2 separate regions of the Mus musculus genome follow, and region 2 is linked to region 1. A link is a contact called in public promoter capture Hi-C data. All regions are on one chromosome and are shown on one strand. The core of a region is the stretch at or near the end of the contact, and the rest is flanking DNA. Distances in the headings are between cores, read along the strand shown. Region 1 overlaps Brd4 (bromodomain containing 4). Region 2 holds the start of A530088E08Rik (RIKEN cDNA A530088E08 gene).

What was found. Promoter capture Hi-C pulls out the DNA fragments that hold promoters and counts their contacts.
Region 2: a contact with region 1 is called in a promoter capture Hi-C map of stem cell-derived epiblast-like cells, with 2.0 times the contacts expected there. The contact joins the promoter of A530088E08Rik here to the enhancer-like site in region 1. A contact is called at or near these places in 4 of 39 promoter capture datasets (the C10 cell line, the HPC-7 cell line, liver and 1 more), 1 of 115 datasets of contacts at active chromatin or transcription factors (embryonic stem cells) and 3 of 9 other capture datasets (adipose tissue, liver and pancreatic islet).

Annotation. Positions count from the first base shown.
Region 1 is chr17:32,214,698-32,218,443 of GRCm38.p6, forward strand. Brd4 (bromodomain containing 4) reads right to left here. Exons shown (of 20, transcript NM_020508.4): 9 at 1-143. Among named protein-coding and RNA genes, the nearest start is that of Ephx3, 27 kb to the left of the region's middle. Within about 2 kb of position 1,259, at least 9 of the 459 cell types and tissues checked have an H3K27ac peak or open chromatin away from gene starts, as enhancers often do. A contact at or near this core is called in stem cell-derived epiblast-like cells, where this site is marked.
Region 2 is chr17:32,401,267-32,404,796 of GRCm38.p6, forward strand. A530088E08Rik (RIKEN cDNA A530088E08 gene) reads left to right here and starts at 1,748. Exons shown (of 1, transcript NR_029458.1): 1 at 1,748-3,530. It overlaps Rasal3 (RAS protein activator like 3), which reads right to left and starts at 2,315. Exons shown (of 18, transcript NM_001374604.1): 1 at 2,255-2,315; 2 at 1,790-2,133. The coding sequence starts at 2,117.

The DNA.
Region 1 (3,746 bases), core at 9-2,508:
TCGGAAGAACTGTCGCTGCTGCTGTCACTAGATGAGGGTGGGGCTACCACCTTTGTAGGGGGTGGCACTGCAGGAGAGGACACTGTAACAACTGGCTCTTCAGGCTCATCAGGCATCTTGGCAAAGCGCATTTCAAACACATCCTGGGGAGAGAAAGCCACGCTTATGTGGGTGTTCAGCCCTCGGAATGCCTGGGACCAGATTTGTTCCTTGGAGGAAACAGTGACCAAAGTTAAAAAAAAACAAAAAACAAACAAACAAAAAAAAAACTAGTCTTCTGAGAACTTTAGTTTGAGGGTTCTTAGTAAGTGTTAGGCCATGAGCAAGACCCCCAGAGAAGATGCCCAAACCTCCTTACAGGTCTGGAGCTCTCTGACATGAGGTTTTTGCTGGCCTCCTACATAGAGAAAAGAATGCTGGCAAAGGCTGAGTTGAATATTCCCAGTAGAATGCACATGTGTATGTGTCTACATCTGCCTTCCTATTACTCGGAGTAGTCCATGTAACTGAATAAGCCTATGGATCATGCATCTCTAGGAATGCTGGCTAGCGGTGTACAGTGCTTATGGCAATAAGGGGTACCTTGTGAAGTATAACCAACCAGAGCAGAAGCCACAGAAGCCACTGGGATTCTGGGCAGAGGAACACACACACACACACACACACACACACACACACACACACACACACACACACAGACTCTGAGACCAGCTGACAGTTACATGGAGTTACAGAACTCATAGAGCAGTAGTCCCTGCCTGTGCTCCTAGGAATCAAATCACACACAGGCAACCAACTGGCAATCTGTACTCCTCCCGCCTATGTTGGGGAGGCCACAGTCAATCCAACAACAACTCACAGAATAGACATATAAGGAATAAGGTTGGCTTCCCAGAAAGATTTTTTTTAAAGACCTGCTTTAAGAATGGAATAACCGGGCTGGTGAGATGGCTCAGTGGGTAAGAGCACCCGACTGCTCTTCCGAAGGTCTGAAGTTCAAATCCCAGCAACCACATGGTGGCTCACAACCATCTGTAACAAGATCTGGCGCCCTCTTCTGGAGTGTCTGAAGATAGCTACAGTGTACTTGCAGCAGTTAGGAGTAGCCTTGACTGGGCAGCAGATTGGAGCTGGCTCTGGAGATATTGGGTGCAAGAAAGCACCTGAGGGCATGAAAGCTGACCCTGACTTTCCTGCTGATGGAGTCATTTTGGGAGGCCTACCTGGAGAAGTGCTAGAGAACTCACCCTGGTGGTGCAAATAAGGGATAGCCAGTGTGCTGACCAGCTCAGCTACCTCCCATGCCCAGATCCAGGGCACTGAGTATGCTCATCCCAAACTTAGTATAATTTGCAAACACTTGGGCCAGTCCTGCTGATCCAAAGCTGCAGGATCTCCATGACACGGGCAACGAGAGAATAACCAGGAGTTCCAATGAGGATCCAACATTGATGGTGTCACCGAACATATATGCAGAGGGCCTAGGTCAGCTCATGTAGGTAAACTCTGTGTGTGTGTGTGTGTGTGTGTATTAGAATACTAAGCAGGCTGTATGTGATAAAGAAATCATAAGGTCGGGTGTGGTGACACACGCCTTTAATCCCAGCACTTGGGAGGCAGAGGCAGGTGGATTTCTGAGTTTGAAGCCAGCCTGGTCTACAAAGTAAGTTCCAGGACTGCCAGGGCTACACAGAGAAACCCTGTCTTGAAAAACCAAAATGGGAAGGAAGGAAGGAAGGAAGGAAGGAAGGAAGGAAGGAAGGAAGGAAGGAAGGAAGGAAGGTAGGTAGGTAAAAGCCCTTTCAATACAAATTCAGGTGCTGGGGGGGTCACAGTGTCTAAGTTATCTCAGATGAAACAGTCCAGAAGCCAAAGTTGGAAGTAGAAACCCATTTAAAATTTTGGGATACAAAAATTGAAAGTTCAGTAGGCGGTGCCACGTGCTTGGGAGGAAGCTTGAACAAACCAAGGCCCATAGTAAAACCTGCCTACCTCTGGGACCTAAAATAGGCGCCAAATGTCTTTCCAGTTTCTTTTTCCCTATTAAACAATTACAACCACAAGGAACTTGTGCCCACCTCCTCAACAAATTAAAGTCCTGTAAGCACATGGGCTGCAGTTACTACAAATCTTCTAGAATGAAGGTGGAAAGGAAGTTTTCCTTTTCTATATAACTTTTCCAAGTAAATTCTATTCCTGCAACATAGCCTAATTAAGAAACCTAAGTTGGGCAGGGTGTGGTGGCGCACGCCCAGCACTTGAGAGGCAGATTTCTGAGTTCGAGGCCAGCGTGGTTTACAGAGTGAGTTCCAGGACAGCCAGGACTACACAGAGAAACCCTGTCTCGAAAAATGTAAAAAAAAAAGAAAAAGAAAAAGAAAAGAAACTTAAGTTGGTTTAAATTTAAATTGTGTTCAGGGTTGGAGAGATAGCTCAAGAGGTTGAGATCACTGGCTTCTCGTCAACAGGTCCTGATTTCAGTTCCCAGCAACCACACAGTGGCTCATACCCATCTATTACTGAGATGTGGTGTCCTCTTCTAACCTGCAGGCAGGCATACATGCAGGCAGGACATTATACATATAATAAACAAACAAACAAACAAACAAAGGAATGAATTTTGTTTTCTTTTTTGGAGACAAGGTTTCTCTGTATAGCCCTGGCTGTCCTGAAACTCACTCTGTAGACCAGGCTGGCCTTGAACTCAGAAATCCGCCAGCCTCTGTCTCCCAAGTGCTGGGATCAAAAGGCGTGCGCCACCACTATCTGGCCTGAAATGAATCTTTTTAAAAAAACTTATTTTGTGTATGTATCTATGTGAGAATATGCCTATGGAGAGAGAGTAGGTCTGCATACCTGTATGCATAGAGACCTGAAGAGGGCATCCGGTGTCCTTCTTTGAGGTAGGTTCTGAGATCCAAATTCTAGACCTCATGGTGCACAGAATGCACTTTTAACCATTTACTCATTTCTTCAGTGTGTCCCCTCCCCCATACTTCTTAAAGAGGTAAACAAGGTAAAAGCTTTGTGTTCCCCTTTCTGGCTTCTTACAGATTTCTGATAGGGGACATTTGTAGAAAAAGAATACAAAACCCCAAGATGCTTCAAAGATAACTGCCTTTCAGAATAGAGATCTGCCTGGCAAAAGATAATGCTAAGAACCTTCCACCCCTGCCTGCCTCACAGGGACTCTCCTTGAGAACAGGCATCTCATCTAAGTCAAGCTTGTTAGTCAATGCCTATGAAGAACTCATCTCTGTAGGCTGCTAAGCAGCAGATAGCTTGGTGATCATCCTAATAAAAATGGTATGCTTGAACAGATTCACCCACTAAGAGGAGAAAGGTATACAAAAGAAAACTTTTAAACAAGACACCAAAATATAAAAGCAAACCCTTCCCCTTCAGAGTCCAGACTGTACAGAGGAAGAAGTAGTGGCAAGGCATGGGGGGGGGGGGGGGGGGGCGCACCAGACACAGTGGTTTTTCTTTCCCTTCTTTAATATTAATTCCTCAAGATAGTATTTTTCCTTGCTGGCAGGAAACTGAATTGAACTTTACAGTTTCTAAACCAGGGACAAAAATGGCCAAACACTACCCTAGGTTCTAAAAAACTGTGAGCAAAAGGAGGGGGTCCTCAGACCAAAGTCTGAAGGCACGCTGCCACTTGATGGTCCTGTTTAAAAAGTGCAGTCAGCTGAGTATGATGTAGACTATCTTTAATTCCAGTATTCAGAATGTAGAGGTAG
Region 2 (3,530 bases), core at 498-2,997, 190 kb after region 1:
AGGGACAGGCAGATCTGTGAGTCTGAGGACAGCCAGGTCTATGCAGCAAGAGCCTATCTTGGAAAAAAAAATCCCCATAATATGAAACCACTTTTCTAAATATAACATGAAGGCTGAGCTGTTTCTATGACATTTATTTAGTTTGTGCTTGTGCACACACATTTGCCATGGCACAAGTGGAGGCCGGAGAACAGCTTGACTTTATTGATTTATTTGTGTGGGTTCAGGAAGGGGAAGGGCAACACTTAGGTGTCAGTCTCTCCTTGGCCATGTGGGCTCAGGGTTTCCACCAGGTGCTTTGACTTGCCGGTCACCTCGCCAGAGCCTCAGTTGTTTTGAGATAAAGCCTTGTTACATGGCTTACGCAGGCCTAGAACTCAAGACTGATCATCTTCCTGCTCCTGCCTTCCAAGTGCTGGGATTTTAGTAGTCCTAACCCTGATGAATGGAAGGCATTTCAAAACTTTCCAGGAAAAGAGCTGAACTAACCATGAGCTTCCAGCAAACGCCAGCTCAACCAATCTTTCTTTTTTTTAAAGATTTATTTATTTATTATATGTAAGTACACTGTAACTGTCTTCAGACACACCAGAAGAGGGCATCAGATCTCATTATGGATGGTTGTGAGCCACCATGTGGTTGCTGGGATTTGAACTCATGACCTTCAGAAGAGCAGTCAGAGCTCTTAACCACTGAGCCATCTCTCCAGCCCGGAACCAACCTTTTAGGTGTATTTTCAACCCGATTTTACCACTAGAGGTGATACATACAACTCTTCTTTTTTTCTTGGTGGTGGGTGTAAAACCCACAATCCCACAACCCCTCCCATGTTAAGCAAGTGCTCTATCACCGAGCCACATCCGAGGCCCTAACTCTTTCCTACAATTGGATCTCTTAGTATATGCTAGGCCCTGGTCTCTAATCTTCCTAGTGTCCACTAGTCTCCCAGTTCTCATTTTGCAGCAGGTTTGTAACTGTTCCTCCCCCACCCACTACAACGTGAACTCCACAGGGCAGGGAGTGTCATCTGCTTTGCTGACATCTCTCCTTAGTGCTTCACTCAGGGACCAATTCGATGCTCAAAAAACTTCTGCTTGGCCCAGCAAGATGGCTCAGCAAATAAAGGTGCTTGCCTCCAAGGCTGTCTGAGTTTGATCCCCAGGACTCACGTAATTGAAGGAGAGAACTGACTCCTGAAAGTTGTCCTTTGACTCCAGGAACCATGGCTTGCTTGCTCCTTTCTAATATAAATAAATAAATGCAGGTTGTCCTCTGACCTCAACACGTGTTGTGATAAAGGACACACACACACACACACACACACACTGAATGAACATCTGCTTGAATGAATGAATGAATGAATGAATGAATGTTGTCTTTAAGGCAGAGAAGGGGAATTTCACATTCAAGGAAACAAAGTAAGACATAGGCTATGTATATATGGCAGCTCAAATCCACATGTAGCCAACGGCTTGGTCTACTGGATACCGAAGACAACAACCGTCAGTGCCAAGAACAATTAGACATCCTCACAGTACTAAGGTGCATGCATCCATTCAATGCTCCTTTCTCAGCTGAACCCCAGCTGCCTACGGGTCCTGCCAGTCTTCCTCGCCCCAGTTTAGGGGGAAAGAGAGATGAGCGCTGCTAGGGGCCCCAGCCGCTTCCTGCTGGGCTTTCATACTCCCCACAACTTCCTGTGTCTAGAGGGCTGATGCTAGATTGACAGACAAACACCCAGGCTTCCGGCCACCCAGCCTAGCCCCAGCTGGATTGGGGGAGAGCGTACCTGGGGCCTTCGGATTTGGCTTGGGTTCCAGTGGTGCCACGTTCTTGTGCCTTCCCCACAGGGTCTTGGAAAACCGGAGGCGATTGGACCGTGACTCCTTAGGGGGTGCAGAGAGGACCCGACGAAACAGAGATCTGGGGGCTGGCTGGCTGTTCACCATGGGCTCCTGATGGCTCAGGGCCCTTCCCCAGCCTGCAAAGCGGCCCCAGCGGAACCCTCCAGCAGCCTTTTCCCCACTGCCTCCAGTGTGCCAGCGGTAGGATGTCAGCGGAGAGGGCAGCGAGGGCTGCGTTTGGGAATCTTCTTCACTCTGCAACGGTGGGTCCATGGCGGAGGAGTCTCTGCTGCGAGACCAAAAGGTTCTGAACATTGTCTGCCCACATTCTGGCTTCATCTTCCCTGGTCTCTTCTCAGCTTCGCCTCCAGGAACATACTTGAGGATGCCACACGTACACCCTCCCTTACCTTGATTTCCTGGCCAGTCCAGAACCAGCAGCCGTCTGTACTGTGCCTAGCTTCCTTCCTCAGAACCTAGCTCCACGTGACCCTGTCTTGTCTCCCCCGCCCCCCCCCCTTTACAGTCAGGCTGGGAGGGCATGATGGGGGCAGGATGCGGAGGTGGCGGGGTGGAAGAGAGGTTGGCAGTTCTGGCTTCTGACGAGAAGGTCTAGGAGGCAGTACATACTTCTCTTTGAGCTTCAGTTGCCTTCTGTGAAATGGGAACATCTTGGATAAATGCTGGCTAGCAAGGCCCCCTAAAGTCTCCTGGTGGCCGGAGTGTGGAAAGACTCACTTATGTAGGGAAGCTGCCACAATTTTATTGGAATGGATTTATTATTTGTGTGTGTGTGGATGCTATAGTGCTCATATGGTGATCAAAGGACAGCCATGTGGAGGTAGAGTCAGTTCTCTCCCACCTTTGTGTGAGATTGGAGGCTGGAACTCCGGATCGTACATGGCAAGTGACATTACCCGCTGAGCCATTCACCAGCCCCTCCACCTTGGGAGTGGAACCTAGGGCCTGGGTGCAAGGCCTATGCTCTATTACTTAGCCACATGCCTAGCCGTCTTTTCATTTTTTATTATACAGACCGGGCCTTGAGCTCACGGCATGTGTTGTAGCCCAGGCTGGCCTTGGACTCTTGGCTAGACGTTCCCCAAACCAGTGTTAAGTTAGAACTAAAGATTGCATGTTCGTGACAGTTGTAGCCCTCATTGTGCCACACCTCCAGTCCTTGTTCTAGCATGGTTATGTGGCTCTCCTCAGATCCAGTATTTCCCCTGCTAGGCAGACATCCAATAGACATGGCCACCAACACTGCACCTAAGGACTCCATAGACCCCAGGTGTCCACTGACAGCTGGACAAATACTCAGTGACATTTCCACACCGAAGAGTATCGTATAGCAAGGAAAATGAATAAATTCTTTAACTAATGATGTCAGACGAATCACAGTGCGGAACAAAAGCAAAAGCTGAAGAGTATACCCTGTGTGAGTTCAGTCATCTAGTATAGAGTCCTAACCTTTACTCAGAGTGATAACTACACACACACATAAAAATCTAGTACTTAGGAATCTGAGGCAGGAAGCTTGTGAGTTCAAGGGGGAGCCAGGGCTCTCCTGCAAGACCCTGTATCAAAGAATAAAAAAACTAAAGAAGAAAGAAAGAAGGAAAGAAAGTAAGAAAGAAAGAGAGAAAGAAAGAAAGAGAAAGGAAGGAAGGAAGAAAAAAAAGAAAG